Linked DNA regions of Mus musculus: all the other regions are linked to region 1. The links are chromatin contacts, called in public Hi-C maps. All regions are on one chromosome and are shown on one strand. Each heading gives the region's core, a stretch centred on a gene start, on an enhancer-like site or on the middle of the called end of the contact. The rest is flanking DNA. Distances are from core to core; before and after follow the strand shown.

Region 1 (2,844 bases), core at 199-2,698:
AAGTTTCCCCCTTGATTTACCAGTAAAAACCTAACATGGATACATGTATGTGCGTGAGAGTGGAGGAAGGGGGGAATGGACTCTTACACCCAAGATGACCTGCTGCTTACATGCCTAAGAAAACTTTAGAAATGGGGACATTTGTTAGTGTTGCTCTGCTAACCTTCAGCCTATACAAGAAGACAGCAGGAAAACAAGCAGAGGTTTTAGGTGCTAGAGTTCAGAAAATGGAAATGAATTACCCTAACCAAGGTCATTCATTCCCAAGCATGCTTTTAGGAAAATTATTAAGCAATACAAGAAGCAGAAATCAACCACACCCTGCTTGCTGTTCCTTGGCTGTTATTTCCTGGGTCAGCTCCGCTTGACTTTGAATCGAACAGTCTTTCATCAAGTGGAAAGGGCTTAGAGAAACTTTCACTGACTGGCCACATTTGCCTTCGCTGACTCTCTTCACACTCTCGCTAACCCACCCAACTCTATTTCCCAAGTCTTTCCTCATTGGCTATTGTGCTCACGTTGCTTGAAATAACTCGCTTTCCATGACTTTTATTGTCTAAATACACATTGTATATCCCTTTAATGCTTAACTATGGTCCAACACCAGTGACACAGTAGATTATCGATAAATATTGATGAGCTGAATGAATAATAAAATTTCAGAAGACTCCACAAGGCATTCTCGAAGTGAATGTGGCATGTCTTGTCCTCCCCCCTCCCACCATAAAGTTTGAAACTAAGACAGCTATTGCAGATGTTAATTAAAAATCCAATGAAATAATGAATTAGAAATGGCTTTAAATCAAAATGGCCACACTATCTTGACAAGCCATGGAAGATTTCCATGGAAAACGTTGAAGTTTAGGAACTTTTGTGACAATGAGAAGGACCAAAAGTGGGTACATGTTTTGATTGTGGTTGTACCCAAAAGGAAACAAGCAGTTAACACTTGAGCTCCAGAAGAACAGACTAAGCAAATGAGTGGAGAAGGCGGCCCAGAGATAATGTGGGGTGTCCAAAGAAGGCAAAGGCTACCAGATACAGAGAGCTCCCTTAAGATGAGAAAATCATATTGTGGGCAATGTGATCAAAACTGTACTAAAAGTTTAGAACAGCATTATCATAGTATAGCCAAGGTGAGGAGCCTGTTTCGTCTTCCCCTGTTTGGCTCATGCCACTGCTTCTGTAGTTCTTTGCTGTCCCTAGAGCTCTGGGTTTTAAAGAGCTTGGGATCTATCAATAGCTGCATGCTTTTCACAGTGTACATGGGAAGAATTCTGAAAGGACAATCCACTGTGCTTAGAAATAGATATGTGCTAGTTCCTTGTCTTCAGTATTTCAAAATGGCTGTGCCGATTTATCCGAGAAGATAACTCGGCAAAGCAGATCAAGGAGTGTCTTCTGAAAATGAGTAATCAAGCCACTAGAGAGCCGCTGGTGTCATCGTGAAAGTTGACACCAAAGCAGCGTGGTGGACATGAACTTCAAAATGCAGATGTGACTTCCTGTCCTAAACTAAAGAGAAAAGTTCCCCTTGCCTGACTCAACCTAATGCTAATCTATTATATTTCACATTTACATTTTACACATTAGTACACCAAAGTATGGTATCTATTTTTAAAAACGTTAACTGTTGCGTTTAAAATCAGAAATTAGGAGCACGGCGTCACAGGCGCATATGGAAAGATTTTTGTCTGAGGAGCTTGGGAAGAGCTTGGTTTTGGTTTTGGTTCTGAGGAATTTCGGTCCAATCAACACCTAGGCTAGAGGAAGAGGGAGGAAGAGAACGCCTCTTTTAAGAGCTGGTGCTAAGATTCTCCCAGACATCTGGGAGTGGAGAGACAGCTTAAATAGGCAGGCAGAGGTTAGGTCACCATGGGAGCAACAACTGAACTCTATTCTCATTTTGTGTCAGAAATGGTGTCTAGGATTTCCCCAGTAAAACGGAAGCTGTCTAATCTTCTGATTTCAAAGATGAGCAAACCTAGGACTTCCCCATGTCATCTAACAATGGTGTGGGCCCTCTAACTGGGGTCACTACAGCTATGGGAAGTAAATGGAAGTAGACAAGTAGGAAACTGTTTAAATCCTACCTGACTGATCACTCCAGGTCATTAAATACAGTTAAATGGTTTTGTGGGGGGTTTTGTTGTTTTGTTGTTTTGTTGTTTTTTTGATGTCTTCAGGTTCCAGTAAAAGTAATTTCTTCCCTGGATCCCCTTTCTACAAAGTAGTTAGATTTGATGGTCATAGCTCTACTTGGCACTCCGTAAATTCTATACATGAATCTTCAAGGCATCTATTTGGATCTTCAACCCTGTTTTCGTTTCACTCTACTTTTTCTTTCCTGCTTTATGTATAGTTTAAAACTTGTCTATTGAATATATTTTAAATATAATTCATTTTTTTACTTAATAATGTAGAAGTATAAATCAAGTTGATAACTAAATTTTAAAAATCCACGTGGAGCTTAGGGTTATTCAGATACGTTTACTGAAAGAGTTTATAGATAGTAGATATGTACTGTATACTATGCATATGCATATTAAATAGCTCACAGCTTCACATATAACTCTCATCAGTCAAAGGACTATGCTTGTTAAGTTGGGGGTTAAGGAAGATCTGAAATCAACAGTACAGGTGGTCACTGTTAAAATCTAGGGGATAGTTAGGCCAGCTCATGAAGACATGAGCTTTCAATGGAATGAAAGAAAGGGAGAAAACAATGCAAATATCTTAGTTTGGAAATGACTTCATCTCAAATAGCAGTGGGGTTGCAAAGAGATGTTGAATGACTGATAGTGAAAGACCCTATTTTCTTGCTAACTTAACATCAAGACAATG
Region 2 (2,844 bases), core at 156-2,655, 620 kb after region 1:
GAGGTGGGAGAGGGAGGGAGGCAGGGGGATTCCAGGAGCCCAGCCAATGGGACGGTGAGACTCACTTTCAAGGTAAGTCTTCCCTCCTTTGTTGAACGTTTCTAGAATTATCCCCCTGGATATACCTAGAGGTATGTCTTCATAATGCTTCTAAATCCAGTCAAATTGACAATGGAGATTAACTGTCAAATTCATCCTTACATATCATATCCTGTTTCAAATGGCAAAACCATGTAGGACCTCTCTACTCTACAACAGCAGTCTGGATAGTTCACGCTGTCACACTTTCACACCTCTATACTTGACATCTACATCAACAGCCAACAATAGCTACAAAAGATCATTGGTGACATTTGGAAATTTAGCTCACAGAGATGGAAATTCTAGAGTTAATCTAATAGCGCGGGTCAAGTGCAGTGCCTGCAAGCAACTTCATAGATGGAGACCAAACACTCTATGGGCCTGGAATTACTTTCATTGTTCTGTGTTTGGTACTTGGAGAATGCAAAATTTTTCTCTTAATGCAAACTTACATTTATGGATGTTGACCTGCTTCATTCTCCCATTCACAGTGGCATCAGTGAGGTTTCCTGAATGAAATCTTTTTAAAGCAGCTTTATTGCAGCTACTATGCCCTTCTACAGGAGCCAATTCAAAGCCAACCTGTTCCCTTTGGGGAAGGATAACTTGCTTAGCCCCTGCCAACCACTTCCTGTCAGAGGCCAACCGTTGTCTTTGTATACTTCCTGTCAGACGTCAAACCTTGTCTTTGTGTACCTATGACCCACTTGTCATCACTCCTCCGTACTTTTCTACCTGCCATAAGTGGTGCTCCATTGGGATGCTACTCATGTTGGATACCATGATGCTCTGGTCAGATCCCCTTTTTCAGCTTGGCAGACCTAGCCTCATCTCTAGGGAAGATAAACTGATGAAGATTACAGCTGTGTCCTTTCCTGAGCTCCGACTTGTCCAAGACTGCAATCTGTTCTAAAGGGAAGGCCAAAAGCAGAGTGGCCAACAGGGACTTACAAAAAACAACTCCTAGGTGGCGTTTTGGACACTTCTAATGACCAGCCCAGTTGCCCAGTGAAATTATAGCCTAGCTTTCCCTTTTGCACAATCTCTCTACCATCACAGTCATACAGGTCTGTCCCCTGTCCTCCGAAAGCCTGTGAATGTCTCTCACTCAGCCCTCGTGAGTCTGGTTCACTATTTCCTCTTCTTCCCTTCTAGCACATTTTCCTGGCTCTGCTGTCTGAAATCTGAGTCTCTTATATGCTATGCACTGGGAGAACACAATTGGACATTAACACCCAATCCCGCTATGGCATAGCAGTTCTCAAAGCTGTGGTGTTCATAGACACTTTTGGATTCTAGCATACTTGGTGACTCACTCAGAAAGATTCCTTTGCAACCATAATGATGACACCCACTAGCCTTTCAGTTCATAGAGCTGTGACCTATCCTTCCCACTCTCTTTTAAATGTTTCCGAGGCAAAACTCTTGTATGGTTAAGAAAAGAGCAGAGATTTCATGTTGTTTTGGTGGCACTTCTAAACTCGAGCTGTTGTAACCCACCCAACTCAATGCAGCTCAATACAGCTTTTGAAAAGCATGATAAAATCGGTATCATCTGTTGTAGGAAAGTAAAAATTACTTGTCTGAATTTTGTGGTACACGATCAAAAGAAGCTAGAACGTATTTGTCTGTGGCTGCTTCTGAAACACTCAACTTTATTAGTAATTGCTGTGGGGGGCACGATTCCAGAGCACCATATACAGCGTTTAGCAACGTCTTCATTTATTCTGCAATGAGTTGCTTACACCAGAAACAACCTTTTAAGAAAAACAAACAAGGTGTGCTGGAGGTCAACTTCAAAGCGTCACATATACTAGACAGGCCAGAGCTCAGACCTGGGTAATATGCTCCACTCTGAATCTACATTTTAAATTGATCCTGTTCTGTAGAGTATGCAGATTAACATGGGGGAAGCCCATGTTAAGGGGGTTTGCAGAATGGTGCCTGAAGAAGCCTTCTTCGTGTTCATATCCGGTCTCAACAACCAACACTGCATTCTCTGACCATTTAAAGTGTCAATACAGATACATGTGCTGCCCTGGGTCTTTTACTCCATTGCTTCTTAAAACACATTACATCATCCTGAAATTAGGGTCTTGTGGAACTCCTGAAAACTGCTTTTTTTCCTAGATCCCACCTCACACCAACTAAATTAGAGTCTGGGGCCATCTGCCCAGGAAGATAGTCTTTCAGTGGCTTCTACTGTAGCTTCTGATACACTAAGAATAAGAGACCCAAGTGGGGAAATAGTAGCTGGTAGTCTGCTCATTTGACAAGGAAGTGCTGAGGCAGGGACATTTCCCTTCCTTTATTTTATCTCCTCACAGTTCTCGAAGCAGTGTGGAACTTCCTTGTTGCCTCTCCTCCTCCTCTTCCTTGTCTTCCTCTCTCTCTCTCTCATTAGTTTTCTTTTCTTTTTTTTTTTTTTTTTTTGGTGTTTTTAGGACAGAATTTCACTGTGTAGCCCTGGCTATCCTGGAACTGCTTCTGGAGACCAGGCTGGACTGGGACTAAGAGTTCTGCCTGCCTCTGCCTCCTTAGCGCTGGCATTAAAGTCATGGGTTAGCATGCCTTCGTTTTTATTATCTTATGTGTATGAGTATTTTTGCCTGAATGCATATCTGTGCCTCACACACGTCACACACCATGGAGGAGGTGGTGAACCTCCATATGAGTACTGAGCAACGAACCCAGGTTCTTTACAGCAACATGAGCTCATGAACCCTGAGCTAACTCTCCAGTGTGCCTCTTGGTCTTATCCAC
Region 3 (2,844 bases), core at 176-2,675, 530 kb after region 1:
TGTGTTGCTACTTCCATAAGCTATGTATATTCTTTACACAATATTTTTCAACCCAGCCAGCACTGATACAATGTTAAACTAGACAGCTAGAATATAAATAAATAAATAAATACTGATGAGAAGCAAATGGGACAATTATGAATGAAATATGCTATCAAATATTTTGTTTGAATATTAAGGTAATGGGGCTTCTAAAGTGCATTACACACAGACAAATTCTTAAGACTGACGTTTATGACCTTCCTGAAAGTCAATGAGTTATAAACTAACCAAAATCATATATATGTAGCTAGATATAGATAGATAGATAGATAGATAGATAGATAGATAGATAGATAGATATAGATATAGATATAGATATAGATATATAGATATATAGATAGCTCACACAAACATGCTCTGTCTATCAAGTTCAAAGTGGGGCAGCCAGTTCATCCACATCTAGACTGACATATGAGTAAGGACAAGCAACCAAAGACCTAGATGGAAGCATCGTCACAGTCACATCATTCATTCACTGTTTCTCTTTCCAAAGAGCTAATGAATAACTTCATTCAGAAATCCATTAGAAGATGCTACTGACATATTAATGAGGCAAATTTGTGAGGGTCAATAGGATGACCACGTCCATTAGTATCTAAGGTTTCTAGTCCTGTCACTGACTATCCAAATGATATATAGCATTCATCAGTTCTGCTATGATCTGACAATTCTATAATGTCAATTTTAAAAGCATATTTATCTACCAAACAATGCTGAAATGGTAAGTCACAAAGGTTACTTTTCTCCTAATATATTTGAAAGTAATCTGATATACTAGAAATTACAGTATCTTTATAAATACAAATACAAAATAAATATAAATACAGTAATGAGACTGTGGCTGGCAAACAGGCAGGATAGATAATACCAGATGTTCACCTCTCCCTCAGATACTCCAAATCCAGCCCCCAGTCCCATCCTCTGCAGCAGACTACTTGCTAACATCTCCCCTCCCCCTGCCCCCATCTCTCTAGTGGGCTACATACATGTTCCCCTTCTAACTCTCTACCCACCCCACCCCACACACATACACACACACATTGCTTTATCCTAGAGCCCAACTCCAGCAGGCACTCCCTAGAAACCACAGGCCACTCTAACCAGGGAAGCAAGTCCACTAATTGCAGATCTTCATCTCTCCCTCCAGTCCTCCAAGTTCAATTCTCCAATCTCACGCACAGCTCTATAACAAACCTATGGCTATGGACTCTCCTCACTCTCTGCCCCCATTCCTAGGGGACTAACAAAGCACCCTATTTTCATTCCTCATGTAAACCTCCCTAGCACCTTCCCTCCCATATCAAGCCAGCTTCACTGCTACAAGTCAGCTCCCCAGTACCCAGAAACACACTGTGGTGATTTGAATGAGAATTGTCTACATTAGCTCATATATTTGAATGCTTAGGAATTTGCATTAGGAGGTGTGGCCTTGTTGGGGTAGATGTAGCCTTGGAGGAAGTGTTTCATCTAGGATGAGCTTTGGGGTTTCAAATGCACTAACCAGGACAAGTGTGCTCTCTTCTGGCTGGCTGTGGATTCAGATATAAAAGAACTCTCAGCTACTCTACAGCACTATGTCTGCGGGCAAACTACCAGGATTTCCACCATGATGATAATAGACACCTCTGGCTTGTAAGCCACCGAAATTAAATGTTTTCCTTTGTAAGAGTTACCATGGTCATGATGAGTCTTCACAGTAATAGAACACTGACTAAGACACACATTTTACTTAGAGCTCCAGTGCCCACACCTCTCAAGAACTCAGATTTTCCTACCAAGCAACACACACACACACCATACTCCTAAGAATCAAAGGGGAAAGAGAAACCCAGCACCCATCCAACAAAGACAACACCAGATATCAGCACCCAGAATTACAATCTTTCCAATCTCAGATTGGGCACAAGAGGAAAAACATAATCAAGAAGAGCCAGGACAGTATGTTCCCACTATAACTGAGGCACCCTACCATAGCTGTCCTTGAATATTTCAACATATTGGAAGCACAAGAAAAGAAAAAAAAAATCTTGAAACAGCTTTATGAGAGGTCCTTAAAGAGGAAACAAATCCCTTAAAAAAAAAAAAAAAAAAAAAAAAACTATGAAAAATACAAACAGTGAAAGGAACGGAATAAAGGAGTTCAAAACTTGAAAGGGGAAATAGAATTATCAACTAAGAACCAAACTGAGGGAAATTTGGGAATGAAAAATTTAAGAACATGAACAGGAACCACAGAAGATACACTAAAAGAAGACAGCTATAAGAAATGGATACATTGTTCAAAGAAACCGTTAAACCTAAAAACTCCTGGCACAAAACATCCAGGAAAGTATCTAAGTATATAAGATACTATAAAAAGACCAAATCTAAAAATAGTAGAAATAGAAAAAGGAAAATATCCAGGTCAACAGCCCAAAAAATATATTTAAAAAAAATCATAGCAGAAAACTTCCTTAGAGAAAGAGATACATATAAAGAACAATAAATAAAATTGGAACAAACAAACAAAATATCCTCTCAGCACATAATCAAAACTCTAAACATAGAAAGAAAGAAAGAAAGAAAGAAAGAAAGAAAGAAAGGAAGAAAAGAAAAGAAAAGAAAAGAAAAGAAAAGAAAAGAAAAGAAAAGAAAAGTAAAGTAAAGTATTAAAAGCTACAAGCAGAAAAGATAAAATAGCATATAAAGGCAGGCCTGACTTCTCAGTGGGGACTCTAAAAGTCAGAAGGTAGGTCCAGGATAAATGTGCTGCAGACTCTAAGAGACCATCATCACCAGCCCAAACTATAATACCCAGCAAAA

The links. Hi-C and Micro-C count contacts between places; a contact is called where the count stands out from the background.
Region 2: a Hi-C map of Th1 cells shows a contact between it and region 1, with 2.2 times the contacts expected there. The contact joins two enhancer-like sites. A contact is called at or near these places in 1 of 484 Hi-C or Micro-C datasets (Th1 cells) and 1 of 115 datasets of contacts at active chromatin or transcription factors (bone marrow-derived macrophages).
Region 3: a contact with region 1 is called in a Hi-C map of Th1 cells, with 2.5 times the contacts expected there. The contact joins two enhancer-like sites. A contact is called at or near these places in 1 of 484 Hi-C or Micro-C datasets (Th1 cells) and 1 of 115 datasets of contacts at active chromatin or transcription factors (CD8 T cells).

What each region holds. Positions count from the first base shown.
Region 1 is chr2:44,343,618-44,346,461 of GRCm38.p6, forward strand. The region is part of intron 13 of Arhgap15 (Rho GTPase activating protein 15); the gene reads left to right. Among named protein-coding and RNA genes, the nearest start is that of Gm52508, 16 kb to the left of the region's middle. Within about 2 kb of position 1,449, at least 15 of the 459 cell types and tissues checked have an H3K27ac peak or open chromatin away from gene starts, as enhancers often do. A contact at or near this core is called in Th1 cells, where this site is marked.
Region 2 is chr2:44,960,031-44,962,874 of GRCm38.p6, forward strand. No RefSeq gene overlaps it. Among named protein-coding and RNA genes, the nearest start is that of Gtdc1, 34 kb to the left of the region's middle. Within about 2 kb of position 1,406, at least 73 of the 459 cell types and tissues checked have an H3K27ac peak or open chromatin away from gene starts, as enhancers often do. A contact at or near this core is called in Th1 cells, where this site is marked.
Region 3 is chr2:44,877,931-44,880,774 of GRCm38.p6, forward strand. The region is part of intron 1 of Gtdc1 (glycosyltransferase-like domain containing 1); the gene reads right to left. Among named protein-coding and RNA genes, the nearest start is that of Gtdc1, 48 kb to the right of the region's middle. Within about 2 kb of position 1,426, at least 6 of the 459 cell types and tissues checked have an H3K27ac peak or open chromatin away from gene starts, as enhancers often do. A contact at or near this core is called in Th1 cells, where this site is marked.